Linked DNA regions of Anser cygnoides: region 1 is linked to region 2. A link is a contact called in public Hi-C data. All regions are on one chromosome and are shown on one strand. The core of a region is the stretch at or near the end of the contact, and the rest is flanking DNA. Distances in the headings are between cores, read along the strand shown.

Evidence for each region. A called contact is a pair of places that touch in the nucleus more often than the background predicts.
Region 1: a contact with region 2 is called in a Hi-C map of liver, with 2.0 times the contacts expected there. The contact joins the enhancer-like site here to the promoter of ARL8B in region 2. A contact is called at or near these places in 3 of 7 Hi-C or Micro-C datasets (granulosa cells and liver).

Annotation. Positions count from the first base shown.
Region 1 is chr10:4,020,222-4,026,989 of Taihu_goose_T2T_genome, reverse strand. ITPR1 (inositol 1,4,5-trisphosphate receptor type 1) reads left to right here. Exons shown (of 60, transcript XM_067003328.1): 56 at 849-988; 57 at 2,415-2,580; 58 at 3,248-3,408. Among named protein-coding and RNA genes, the nearest start is that of BHLHE40, 61 kb to the right of the region's middle. Within about 2 kb of position 3,944, at least 1 of the 3 cell types and tissues checked has open chromatin away from gene starts, as enhancers often do. A contact at or near this core is called in liver, where this site is marked.
Region 2 is chr10:3,935,797-3,943,036 of Taihu_goose_T2T_genome, reverse strand. It overlaps ARL8B (ADP ribosylation factor like GTPase 8B), which reads left to right and starts at 5,753. Exons shown (of 7, transcript XM_048070792.2): 1 at 5,753-5,999. The coding sequence starts at 5,877. It overlaps LOC106036753 (a long non-coding RNA gene), which reads left to right. Exons shown (of 2, transcript XR_010834002.1): 2 at 1-886.

The DNA.
Region 1 (6,768 bases), core at 2,695-5,194, 86 kb before region 2:
CTTTGTCTTTATGCGCTCTGGCTGCAGAAAGGAAAACTTCAGAGATGTGTTTATATCGTAAATAATCAACTTGATATCAGGGTCTTATGTGGACAGAGATGTTAACGATGCGCAAATCTTTAGCATCATTTCTGTACCCTCTTGGGTTTGGGGTATTTCTGGATTTCTCAGGGATTTAGACCCATCTAAGGCTTGCCGTGGGAAGGTGGGATCCACTCATGAGCATTTCTATGATGAAATGTAAGTCATGAGACTTTTAATAGGTACAGGGAAAGTATATGAAATTAGGTAATTAATTCTCAGAGTCCTGGAACTGCAACAGTGAAGTTGGAGGCTTCAGCCAAATGGAGAGAGGGTCATAAAAAATAGTGCTACTTTTTTAGTAAAATGCTGTTTCCATAAGCAGTGATATTTTAGCCATTTGAAAAATAAGAGTTGAAGTTGCCATTTTGAGTACAGCCCAAAGGCTGTGCAATCTGTTAGGCACCAAGGGAGAGTGTAAGAGGCAACACTTTGTCCTCTGAGCTGTCAAAAAGCTATGATTCTGTATAAACAGGCAGCTGGTGATCCAAAGCTATGCATACTAACAGAAATGGAAAGAGATATTTAACCAAGTCAAAGACAGCAGTTAAAGCACAAAAGAAAACTCTGCTGGTGAGGAGAGGAGGGCAGGCTGGAGCCACCAGAGTAGGAGACCTGCTCTGATGGTCTGCTCGTAGCGTTTGCAGTGCTGCTGGAAATCACCCGTTTTTGCAAAGGGGAGTGAGAGTGTAGCCAGCAAAGGATGGAGAGAATTATTTAAAACCGATCTTGCCTTCTAAACGTGTCTTTGCTTGCTGTGTTAACAGAAGTGATTGCTGAAGAAATGGAGGAAGAGAATAAAGAGCATACGTGCGAGACGTTACTGATGTGCATTGTTACTGTACTGAGTCATGGGCTCAGGAGTGGGGGTGGAGTAGGTGATGTGCTCAGGAAACCATCCAAAGAGGTAAATTATCACTGAGTGGGGGTGGAAAAGTGATAACCGTGGAGGGCTGGGGATCTAGTTCTGCTGGGGAAAATGTGCGTATGTTCTTGAAACAGATGTAGACCTTGCGAACTAGAAGGGAGCACGCTTTCTCTCTGTGTAATAGTCAAATTTCAGTGGTACCAAATCAAACAGCAGCCAGTTCAAACGAGCTTTGAACCATGGGTTTTTTTCTTAGTACATGAGACCTTTTTCAGCTTAAGGGAATCCAGAACGAGGCCCAAATGAACAGAAATGGTGTAGCCAACAGTTTGTGCTTTGGGAGTTCAGGATTTGAAAAAGTAAGAAAGGGACAAGCTAGCAAAGGATTACGTTAGGTAGCAGAATGAAAGTGGTGTGGTGGCTGATACTATGCGAGTGGCTTTAGTTGCTTTCGGGAACATTACTGAGAAAGGTGAGATGTATAAAACAGGGAATGGGATGAGAGGACAGGGACCAAGATGGCTTGGAGCTGGGGCTGTGGGGAAAGGAAGGGCAGAGCAAAGACTGGTCAAAAACAGCAGGAATTTTTCATAGTGCCCAAAGCTGCCCACATAGCTGTTTGAGTAGCTCATTGCACCTATCAGAGCCTCAGGCTTGCCTCTCTCTGGTCATTCCCCAAAAGCATATTAGAGACAAAGGGGCAGTCTTGGTCAGAGTGGATGCTTTGCACCATGTAGCAGGGGAAAGGAAAGAGGGTTCTCTTCAGCCTCATTTTGCCCTCTTTGAGTAGCGTTGTGTCTGCCTGCTTTGTTCCCAGCAGATAACAGGAGTTAAGTATAGGGTCTGTAATTTCAAGGTGTTATCCAATGTTTAGCCTTATTTTCAGCTTAAAATGGTTTAAAGGCTATATAATTCCCAGCAAACGTTTGGCACCCAGCTGGCCAGGGTGGTTCTGAAAATGGGGGTTAGGCAATAAACATGACATGGGCACTGCTAAGTCCAGCTTTCCATCCAGTTTTATTCAAAACAGCATACTTGGTTTTTAAGATAAACAAATACTATGATATTCCAATAAAAGATTTTATAATTAATACTGGTACTATATTGATATAGAGGCAGATTAATATAAGGATATATTTTGGATTCGCTTGCAGGGAGCGGGTGAGGAGAGGAAAAAATTCATTGTGTGAGAGAGAAGAGCAAAGACTTGGACGTAGTAAACAGAAAGAACAACTCCAGTGATTGCGTACCATTAGCTGACTAATTCGGCTTTTTTCAGTAATCTTGCATTTTAGTTTCACTTAATGTTTGAGTTCTAAGTTATCATTGGAGAACATCAGAAATGGAGACTCTAAAGGGAGGAGTTGTGGGGCTGCGAACTTGTCGCTGAACTGCAAGAAATGTGTTGTAAGGTTTAGATGGACATGGATTTGGGTTGTTAATAATTAAAATATGTATCTTGCAGGAACCTCTCTTTGCTGCTAGAGTGATATATGATCTGTTATTCTTCTTCATGGTCATCATTATTGTCCTTAACCTGATTTTTGGTGTGATCATTGACACTTTTGCTGATTTAAGGAGTGAAAAACAGAAGAAAGAAGAGATTTTAAAAACAACTTGCTTTATTTGTGGTAAGTGTAGAAACACACTTAATACAGGGTTAGGTTCTACATGCATAGAAACTTGGCAGGAAGATGAGATGGGGAATGTATTTTTATACTGCCTTTTCCTTAAATCCTTAGTTTCTGCTTCTCCTGTGCTTCAAATAATTTTGTATTGGAATAGGAGAGATTTTATAAACAGTCATTTTTCAAGGGTGCAGCGTTGAGTGGTGTCTGAGAAAGTTTCTCACAGTAGATTTGGAATTAAGCTGCTGAGCCTTTGAGGCCAGTGCAATTAACTGACATGGTAGTGCAGAAGTTGCATAACACGTAGGCTGACAGAAGTAACCTTTGGAAGTTTGCTGCAAAGCAAATGTTGCATTTGGTATCATTTTGCCTAAAAATAGGAGATGTGTTATGAAATTCAGCTGTTTGCATACAAGGTAGCTACCTTTTTTTTAACCAAAAGTTTTCTGTTATGTGTACCAAATGTGACCAGCACTTGTAATGCCCTCTCTCCCTCTTCCCTCTGTTAGGTGGCTGTCTGTTAGAGTTTATGCCTATTATTCCATGTTCATTTAGGAATGCTTGTGACTGTTAAGATCTGCAGCAGACTGTAGATTTTTTTTTTCTTAGAGCTCATTTTCTTAGTCCCAGTTTGTAAATACTAAGAGTTATAAATGTGTCACTCTTGTAGGTTTGGAAAGAGATAAGTTTGATAACAAGACAGTCACGTTTGAAGAGCATATTAAAGAAGAGCACAACATGTGGCATTATTTGTGCTTTATTGTATTAGTGAAAGTAAAAGATTCAACAGAATATACAGGACCAGAAAGTTATGTGGCAGAAATGATCAAGGTGAGTTTTGAGTATTCTCTATTTTACTTTCTTTGTAAGCAAAGACTTGGAGCAATATTTTTCCTACAATAATAGGCTTAATCCAATGCCTTTCCTTTTCAAAGTGTCTTCTAAAGATATGTGTTTATGAATGTGCTTGGCGAGATAACTCGATAAAAGATAACACATTGATGGCACCACGTTGCAACGTGCTACAAATGGATGGTGCAGGCAGGGTCGCTTGTGGGAGGCTACGTGTGCTGCAGCACAGCAATTTGCAGCTTCGTGGCTGCAGCTTCTCAGCAGCTGGAATACGCACGAGTGTGTGCCAGAGTAGGTGGCAGTGAGCAGGGACAGCTAGGTAGTCGCCGTGGTTTCAGATCGGATAAAGAAGCTATTGTTTTCAAAACTCATGTACTGCTGTTCAAAAGAATATTTTCACGTTGGTGGAAGTGCCTGAAGTATAATAAACAGTTTTTAACCTGTCCCAGCATAAACGTCTTTCAAAGACTTGTAAGTTTTGTTGTCATATGATCGTATGATTTTAGCTATCGTAAGAAACTAAAATTAATATCTGCTCAGTTGTAATGCCTTTTAATGAGAGAATTAAAAGCCTCATCTCTGCCAAGTGGCAGGTTCAGTGCTCCTGGAATTAGATCCTAAACCCCAATTACTAATTTGTGTGTCTTCTGGCTGGTTAGCAAAAGCTGTTTCTGGTTTATAATGTTTAGTTGTTATTTATTTGCCTTCAGACAAATAAAAGCAGAATACTTGTCCTATTTATCTCTACAGTTTTTGCTGTGGAGGTGCAACCTTCCATTAAGTGGGGGATTTATCTCGGTCTGGTCAGAATGTAAATCTCACCAAGATTTCTTAGAGGTTAGACATGTTACTTTGGGGTCACTAAAGTGTGTGTCCTAGTTCTGGATTTCTGCCTCTGTAATGAGGGCTTAAAGAAATCTTGTGAGCAGTCACCTGACAGAGGATTAGCACAGTGAGATAACTAAGTACATCACTGCTGCCTCGATTATATTGCTCCCTTTATTTATCCCACTGCAGTAGGCATTACTTCAGGGGGGAAGCGTTGTACTCTTTAAAATGTTTCTGCTTGTAAAAGAATATTTTGTGTTGTGTTCAAACTAGTTTAAAAAAATGTTCAAACTGGCTAGCATTTTATTAACAAATGATTATTTCAGATTAAAAGCTTAACTTAGGTAAGAACCAAAAATTCAGTCTTTGAATGTGATTACAGTAATCACAAAAAATAGAAAACTTTTCCTAGAATTCCCATTCGTAGAAGTATCGGCAGCGGGCAGTTACCATGTGTTGAATGGGAACATGCATATGCACAGACCAAGTGTCTCACGCAGCTGAAATTTTGTACAGCTGCGTGTCCCAGGTAGAGGTTTTGAGCGTGTCTTGTAGCTGTTGCTTTTTGCATTTCAGGAACCAGTTTTAAATTGAGAACTGAGGGTTCTCAGGGTCTCGGTGCAATGCTGTTGAAAGCACGGTGTAACCGTACAAGCTGTGGAATGGGAAGTAAATTTGCTTTGCACATGAGCGGTCTGCCACAGCTCAGCCCGGGCATGGCTGGAGGAGCTGGGGCTGGGGCCTCACGCCGCAGTTCCCAGCAGCATTTTCCAGGGGCCGTACTCCTTAGGGCTGGTGTGGCCATTGACTCTGAAACTCAAACAATTTATTTCCGTTGTTGTTTAATATTAAAATGTTCGCGTGCTCTTTTCCACCCCAGAAAATCGGAATGTAAAACCTGCTGAATGTGTTTCTTTGTCAACCCTCTTTTAAATACTTCTGTAAAAGTCGGAAGCCCGTTTTTCTGCTGAAGGTGTGTCTAGGAGTAACTTACAGCATGGTTCGGTTCATCTTTTACTCAAGCCACCTGTCTTTATCCCGTAAATCTGGAAGGACGTGCAAAAGGAAAGTCTTAAATGTCAGCAGTTCCAGAGATTCAGATTCACCTGTTGAGGGTGAGGGTTTATTTTGTGTTTGTACAGTGTGAATGGGAACCTATGGCTGCTTAATGTCTGCAGCCACCAGATTCTCCTTGAACACCTAGTTAGTTCGTGGTTACACTTAAAAGGGACTTTTCCCCATGTTTTCAAACTGAAGGTGGCACTCTAACATCTTTGATACTGACATAGATGGGGCATGTCTTTTTCCATGGACTGTTATGCAGTACCATTGTTCAGCTGAAATCTATACCCATTTTTAGTAGCTGGGGGTAGGAAGCATAATGTGCTCCGAGTCATACTGTGATTGCAGAATACACCTCAAATATGCTTCACCTTTGTTCCGACTCCCAGCAAATATCCTTAGAAACATCTTGGATTTCTGCCTTTTGGCGATTTAAAAAAAAATAGAAAAATTACTTCTGCCATTTAGTACTTGTATTTTTTCAACACCACAGAACATTAAATAAAACAGAATTTAGGACACTAAAATGGGATTCACCATCAGCTGGTGAGTGCATCCAGTGCTGCTTGTACAGTGCTTTAGAGATATTTTAAGCATTGTGGTCTCAAAAGAATCTTGGACAATTTCACTTATGCCAAATAGTGAATATTCAGAAGCCTTAAGAGTGATCTTGAATTTTGATGTTCTCTAGTCTAAAAATAATGTGTACAGAGAGGCAGTTCTGAGGCTGTCCACTGAACTGGATATGGCAGAACTGAATCGTGCCCACAGAATTCATCTTGCAGCCTGCAGGAATCTGACCCAGTATAAAAATAAGTTGCAGCCAGGAAAGTTAATGATTAACTACAATTCTCTAGTGAATTTTATATTTTTTCATGGATAGAAGCTAACTAAGTTAAAATGCGGTGTGCAGAACGAAGTCAACAGTTAAATTGGGAAACGAAATTTAAGGAGCATTTTGAACACCATAAGCATGTACAAAATAAATACCAAAGAAACCACAGTGATCTGACAGAATCGAACGCACCGTGTTTCAGTACTGATTTGTAACTATACCTTCCATAATGCTTTTCTGTCCCGTGAGACCAATGTGGGCCTGTGTTTGTGCTTGTAATTCTGGGATTGTTTTCATTAAAGTTTCTGTTTGGCTGTGGAGCGCTGTTTGTTTGTGTACCGTAGCGTGGGAAGCCGTGCTGCATTGCTCGTGTAGCTACAAGTCGGGCTTTCTGATTAGCAGACCTGGAATTCATCGCCAGCCCGCTCCCCCGTAAATAGGGATAATGCTCACTTTCATCAGTAAGGTGAACACGTGCCCGCTGTGCCGCGTAAAGCTTGTGAGAGAGATTAGGAACCTTAGCTGGGAATTGCTGGAGAAATGCGAGGGGGAAGATGGGGTGGCTGGTGCTGTTTGATGTAAAGCTAAGCTTGCATCCACGCCCTCGCTGCTGC
Region 2 (7,240 bases), core at 4,504-7,003:
CATGCTCCTGTTGCCTCGCCGCGGGGAGACTCCAGCATTCCTGAAGGTCATCACTTGCATGCAGCAGCTCACGCTGCAAAGTGTTTGCCAGCATCTACCAAGTCAGAATGCTAAAGGGACTGCGATCATTTATCTTTTTCATTGCCAGCAATGGAAAAACTTGCATCTTGCCAGCCTCTTAGCTGCCACGTTTCCAGCCTGCTAGGGTACCAGAAGGCAGAAGGGGTGCACGAAAGGCAGTTCCTCCTGGCAAACCTGATGCCAGGTCGCCTCACTGCTGTGGCAGCCCAAGGATTTCCACCTGGGCTCACCTATGGGCAGTCCCCTCGGAGATCAGGAAAACCTAGAGCCCCAGGAGGCACCCACCTGGCAGCGCAGCCCGTCCCTCAGCCAAGTATGCAAGACGCTGGGGAACGAGATAGTGGTGTACAGGTTGGGTTTCCTGCAGGCGTCGCAGCGCTGCCTGCGGCCTCAGCTTCCCTCGCCAGTGCCTCCCTCCCCTTTTGCGTCCCTCCTCCCCAGGATGGGAAAGGCTTTACGCTGTCCTGTGCGACAGAAGGGAGGCAGGATTGAAAGGCACGCTATCAGCATTCAAATATCTCTAAGAAAATACAAATTATGTTTTAATTTTCAATGCATTTCTCACTTTTAATGGCAAAGGAATACTTCTGTTTTAGCTCAAACAATAATAGCACAACAGACAACTTTCTTTCTGAGAAAAGGTGTGGGGAAAACACAGTGAAATCCTTCCTTTACTCTGTTAGTATTTCCACTGTGGCAGTACCCAAAAGTCCCAGAAAAGAGCAAGCAAGCCCTGGGTACAAGTGCGGGAAGCCACGGGTCACTGCCCCCAGTGCGCCCGGCCACACCAGGTGTCACAGGCTGCGTGCCAGCCTTAGATCTTGTTACAGCTACTTTGATGTCCATCTCTTCAGCTGTTTCTTTAGAAAAAGGAAGTGGTGCAGAAAGAGAAACGAGTCTTCTGCTGTTAGTATGAGTACTTAGAAACTGCCCCAGCTGCTGTATGGGGGGGAGAAGGGGAGGAATCTACCTGATTTGTTGTGGTCTGCTTTTGGCCAGCAACAGCGATCGCAGAGTACCACTGATTAAAGGGGGGAAAAATAAAAATAAAAAAATAAAAGTCCAGCATTAGGCTGGGATGGCATTTAATGTGGATGAACAGGCGGTTTGTTGATGTAGGTCTGATTCACCTGAGCTGAGATTGCCAACGTATTAGGCTCCAGCTGCTGCCAAAGGGATATGCAGCTCTGGGCAGAGGTGATGATGGTGTCTGTCAGCCTTATCACTTTCCTTTGAGCGTCTGTAACACGAGGGTGACACATATATTGCATACGCTACCGCACGCCTGCTTTTCTGTTCCTAATACTTTAAGTTGGACTTGAAAATCCAGAAGCGGAAGCAGGCCCCACCTGCTGGTGCTGCGAAGCAAGAGTCCCAGTCAGGGCCACTTTGTTCACAAAACTCCTGCTTAGCTGCACCAGTTCCTTCCCCCCTCGGTAAGGGAGGATGCCTGATCTGGAAGGCACCGCCAGCTTCTAAGACATTTCGCAAATCCTTCTTGAAAGAAAACCGGTGCCCAAGTGAGCAGAAGGCACAAACAAGGCGTGTATACTTGCCTCCTTAAAGCATGAAACATGAACAAGCAGAAATGTAAAATCTCAGAGCAATATTGATGCTGTTATTTTGCCAAGGTTGCTTGTTCAGCAGCAGGGGAAGAGCCACACAGCGAGGTTCTGTAACTAATCAAATCAATTAGTTTCTTTGTCTGCATCAGCCAGTGGGAGTAGTCTTTAGCTGAAGACAAATTAAAGAAATGTCCAGTAAGATATTCTATTTTGAGAGGAGCTGTCCTATTTTCTCATGCTAATGACAGACTCAGAAATCTGTGCACAATTTAGCTCGTTATTAGGACTAATTGGTGCCAGGCATTCCATCCTCTTTGATACGGCTAGACATGGCTAGAAAATTTTCTGAGTTAATGAACCATAAAATGGATTAAGAACTTTCAAAGTGTAGTTCATATCACGGCTTAATTGGAAGGAGTGTAGTAGTTGGCTTTTTATGGACACAAAGAAAAGCCGTGTTTTGGGGTGGGAAAGCACATGCACAGCCACCTTCCCTGCCGCCGGGGAGCTGGGAAATTTCTAATTTCAGTGCCGCAGAGCAGTCTCGTTTCATAGCAGGCACCTTCCACGAAGGCAGCACAGCACGCCGTGCAGCCCGGCTCAGTGGGATCTCTGCAGCGGAGGTGGATGGATGGGCTTTTCTCTCTGCGTGCGGTACTTAGCATTCCTCCTGCGTAACGCTGTGCGGAGAGAAACCAATTAATACAGATCCCCCAGCAAGGTCAGTGGAGCTGCCAAGCGGACGAGGTGCCAGTAGGAAATGTAGCATGAATCCTCCTGATGTGGCTGGCATCGCTGATGCCAGACTGTCACGCCCGAGTGTGCAGGCCCAGTGGTTTTACACAAACCTCATTCTGTTTGCTTTTTTACATCTGTTTGACAGCGGTCTGTAAGAGTAGATTTCCTCCCTCCCTTTCTTAACTGTTGGCTTGGGAAAATAATGTAGTGTTATTTAGAAAATTTCCTTCTAGCAGTGATGCTGAAGGAGAATGAGCAGGTGTCCCACAGTGGGATGGAGCAATGGGCTGCAGGATCCCAACGAGATCACTGTAATGCCTTGGGACCCTAATGATACCAGGTGAAATGGAGTACATCTGTATACACACAGGCACATGTACATCACTGAGCAGTGCTGACCGGAGATGTAATACTCTGTGTTACCTTTCATTATGTCAATATTTTCCTGAACATGCATGGAAAAATCTGAAGCCTTTGTCCTTAGTAGGAGTTACACAGCATTTTTTTTTCTTGCATTATCCAAACATTATGAACTTCAATGTTTCACCTGAGGATACAGCAATTTACCATTTCATGTTATGACAGAAATTTGGCAATTTAGGTAATGTGTAATTTAAATGAGTGCCAACCAAAGTGTACCCATCCTAAATATATTTGGGATGATGTGTTGTGTCACTGGGTGAATCCAGTGGCTCTCCTCTTGTGCCTTGCAACCTCCAGAGAATTTCCAGGAAATGTCTAGACACAGAAAGTGATAATCTGGCTTCTGTTTTCATGTGCTCTTTTCCTCTAATATGGCCATCTGCAGACTGGTCCTCCTCAAATGCCAGAAATATCCTGCAAGCCATGGCATCAGTAATTGCATTGCTGTAAGTGCTCTGCACTGCCGCAATAATGAGCGCAAAGATTCCCAGGGTGCTTTATGCAGACAGCCTGACAGTGGAAATGCGAAGCAGAGTCAAAGTCTAAAGACCTGAGAAACCCTGTGTGGAACAGTCAGTAGAATTATGTACCCAGATTAGTGCTCAGTGCTGCCTTGCCGATCATAGCAAAAGGGATTTTGGAGAGCCCCATAATTTGAGGTGAATGCCAAGAATGTACTATTAACTCGGTGTAATGAATTTTATCATTCCTTTGCGTTTAGACACACATAGCTTTTGTTATGCTGCACACTATAGCAGGATTTTAATGGGAGAAATATTCATAATGTTCAAACGCAGACACATCAGAACCTGCAAATGCCTGAAATACTCTGCAACTTCCCTAGGCTCGAGAAAACAGATGCAGCATCCCCATTTGCTGGCTCTGGAAGTATCTGATAGTAAATCACAGTCTGTTGCCTGAAAACACGCCACAAATGGGAAGAGACTTCCTCTACTAAGGATTTGCAGCCCATGCAGAAGGTCTCTCTGATATCTTTGCAGTACAGTGGGAGGGGGCATCGTGTTGTTGTTGTCAGCTATAAAAGCGCTGGGTACCTCTCGCACTATTTTGTTCCAGTTGGTGAATTAGCAAATTGGATTGGCTCCCGGGAGTAAAATATTCATTTATCATTTAATCGAAAACATGACTGCTGTATACAATGTGCTATTGCCTGTTCCACATCTGTTTCCAGTGAGCTACTATGCTCACTTCAGGAAGCTTTTATCTTTGAAATAATGACGGGCACACAGGAGCAACCGGCCTCTCAGATCAGCCCTTAGCTGGCTCGTTCAGTCTGAGTGCTACAGCTTCCAGCTCCTGCAAAATCTTCAACATATACCTGTGCAAACCACAGGCAGAAAGGGACTTTGGAAGATAGTCTTCTGTGCTTTAGCCAAAAAACAGAGAATACTGTGGGCTGCCAGGTCCTCAGATGCGCGATGTACTAGCAGTGGTGGGGCTGGGGCAGGGGGTGGCCCCCCAGCTGTGTGGGGGCTGACAGGGCAAGGCAGGGGAGCCACTGTCTGGTTCTGGGCCCCCCAGTACAAGAGAGACCTGGGCATACTGGTAGGGTCGCCAAGGTGGTGGAGGGGCTGCAGCACCTCTGCTGCGAGGAGGGGCTGGGAGAGTTGGGGCTGCTCAGCCTGCACGAGAGGAGGCTCCGGGGAGGCTCCCCCATGTCTGTAAGCACCTGAAGGAAGGTGTGGGGAAGACGGAGCCTGGCTGCGCTCGGCAGTGCCTGGTGCCAGGACCAGGGGCAGTGGGCACAGCCTAGAGCACCGGAGGCACCCGCAGGTGTCTCCAGCCTTATCTGGTCTGGGACTCTGTGATCCTGCGACAAACAGATCCTGTTACATATTCATTTGAGAGGGTGGTTGGGCACTGGAACGGGCTCCCCAGGGACGTGGCCATGGCACCAAGCCTGCTGGAGTTCAAGAAGCGGTTGGAGAGCGCTCTCAGACACACGGCCTGATTTTTGGGTGGTCCTGTGTGGAGCCAGGAGCTGGACCTGATGACTCTTGTGGGTCCCTTCCAACTCAGGATATTCTATGATTATACAATCCACTAATAACTCTTAATGGAGGGAATTCGAGTGATAACAATTTTTCTTCATCGTAAGAAATCCTGAGGAAAAAAGAGTGCACTTCAGGTGAAGGGACATGGTTCTCCTCCCTTGGGCACCTCAGGGACCCTCCTACGTCCGTTTTTCATCTCTGCCTCCACATGCTCAGCTCACATCCCTCCTGCCTTGGCCTCCCTCAGCAGGTGCCACAGTTGAACTCTGTGGAGCTGGCTCTAAAACAGACAGGTTGTTTAGAGGAGTGGTGTTTGCTATGTAGGTGAAGGTGTCCAGTGTGTAACTTTGCACTGCTCCTGCCACCTTTGCTTAGGTGTGTGCACTGGTTCGTGTTCTTTTTCTGCTGTTCTTTAACAGAGTTAGGGATTTCTGATCTCCCTCCACCTGCTATTGGCTCTTCTGTACGGAACCAGGGTTATCTTGGCTGGGGAGGAAAATAACCAGCTTCAGGTCCGTGACTGGTGGAGATGCAGTGCCCAGGGCAAGTTCCCTGAAAAGCTCTACACAAAATGCAGGGCAGAAACTGGACAGCGAGCAGGCGTGCAAGAACGGCCAGTTGTGAAGCTGAGCCTGTGTCTGGATTCCCCGCGAGCACGCCTTCCTTTGTGTTTCACTCGTTTGACACCGGCGGGTCCCGCTCACACCGCGGCACCACCGCCCCTCACTCCCCATCCCCTGCCCGCCTTCCCCAGCGCCCACCCGGGGGCGCCCCAAGATGGCGGCGCGGCCCGCCCCCCCCCCCCGCCGCGCTCCCGCCCAAGATGGCGGCGCCGCCCCTCTCCCTGCCGGTCCTCCCGGGGCGCCGTGCGGGCGGCGGCCGGCAGGGGGCGCTGCGGCGGGCGGCCGGGGGGTGGTGGCGGCGGCGGCCGGGCCGCGGCGTCACATGAGGGCGGCGCGGGGGCGAGCCGGCAGCGCGGGTGCCCGAGAGCCGCCGGAGCGCTGCCCGCCGCCGTCCCCGTCCCCGTCCCGTCAGCGAGGGCCCGGCCGCAGCCATGCTGGCGCTGCTGTCCCGGCTGCTGGACTGGTTCCGCTCGCTCTTCTGGAAGGAGGAGATGGAGCTGACCCTGGTGGGGCTGCAGTACTCGGGCAAGACCACCTTCGTCAACGTCATCGCGGTGAGCGGCAGGGACCGGGCTGAGGGGGGCGATGCGGCCCGGGGGTGCGGCCGGGCGCGGTGCTGGGCCGGGGGGCGGCAGCACTGAGGGGGCCCTGCCCGGCCCGGCCTCATCGTGCGGCCTTCCCGGGGCTCCCCCCCGGCCCAGCACGGGGCCGCCACCCGCCGTCCCCTCCCTCCCTCCCTCCCTCCTGCCCGGCCGCAGTTTCGGGGTTCCCCCCCTCGCAGCTGCGCTCCCGGTTTTGCCTCTCGTGGCCGCCGAGGCCCGCGCCCATTGCCTCCTCGCTCTGGAGGTGTGCGCTGAGCCCGGCAGCAGCCTGCCGAGCCCGGGCCTACTTGTCTGATAGCCGCCTGGAGCAGATGAGGGAAGGGTGTGGGAATCCTCCCACACGGAGCTCTCCCGCTGTCGAACGAGAGCAAGAGTGGCGTGCTTAAATGGCTTGTTCGGCTTCTTCAGCGCCCTGCCCGGCGGATCCACGCCACAGAACGACCGAGGGGGCGAGTTCAGAAGGGGGGGCTGACGGGGGCAGGCAGGGGGCCTTGGTGCTCTGCAGGGACCGGGACTGGCCTGAGTCTAGCGCACCTAGAATTGTCCGCAACTTCAGGCCCAAACAGACCTTCAGCCTCTTCTATGAGGTGGCATCTTAATGTTTCTGAGTGTTCTTATGAATGTATTTATTTAAGTGCCACAGTTGATTGAAAAACTGGATAGGGAAAAAGACTCATTCTTCTGCAGTTACACATGGTTCTTGTTACAGGGACAGTGTCAAAACCTAACAAAGCTCTTGTGCAGCTGAATCTTAGTCTTAATGGTCTTCACGATACCCACGTGAAGTGGGTCTGCCTTAGTTAAAAGGTGACCCTTCCTCGGCCTGGTTAAGGAAAAGTTGCTGGACTCACCTGAGGGCTCCAGAAGCCTTTCCTCTCACACGCCAGTGGCTGCAGCTTCCTCTGCTCCTGGATTTCTGCAAGTGGAACTCATGAGCCACTGAACAACCTCAATGTGGGGGCCCTGAACTGATACTGCTTGGTGCGTTCTTGCAACTGAATTTGAGTAATTGGGATTACTCTGCAGGTTTCTCCCCTTATGTCATCCCAGATGGCGACTGCACGTGTTGAAGTACTGCTCATCTGTGCCTTGAAGCACAGCTCCTTCAAGGAGTTAGGTGAAACTGCTGCAGGTAACGTGGAGTACCACAGGATAGCTGCAGTGGTCACACAGCATTTTCGTCCATCTAGATT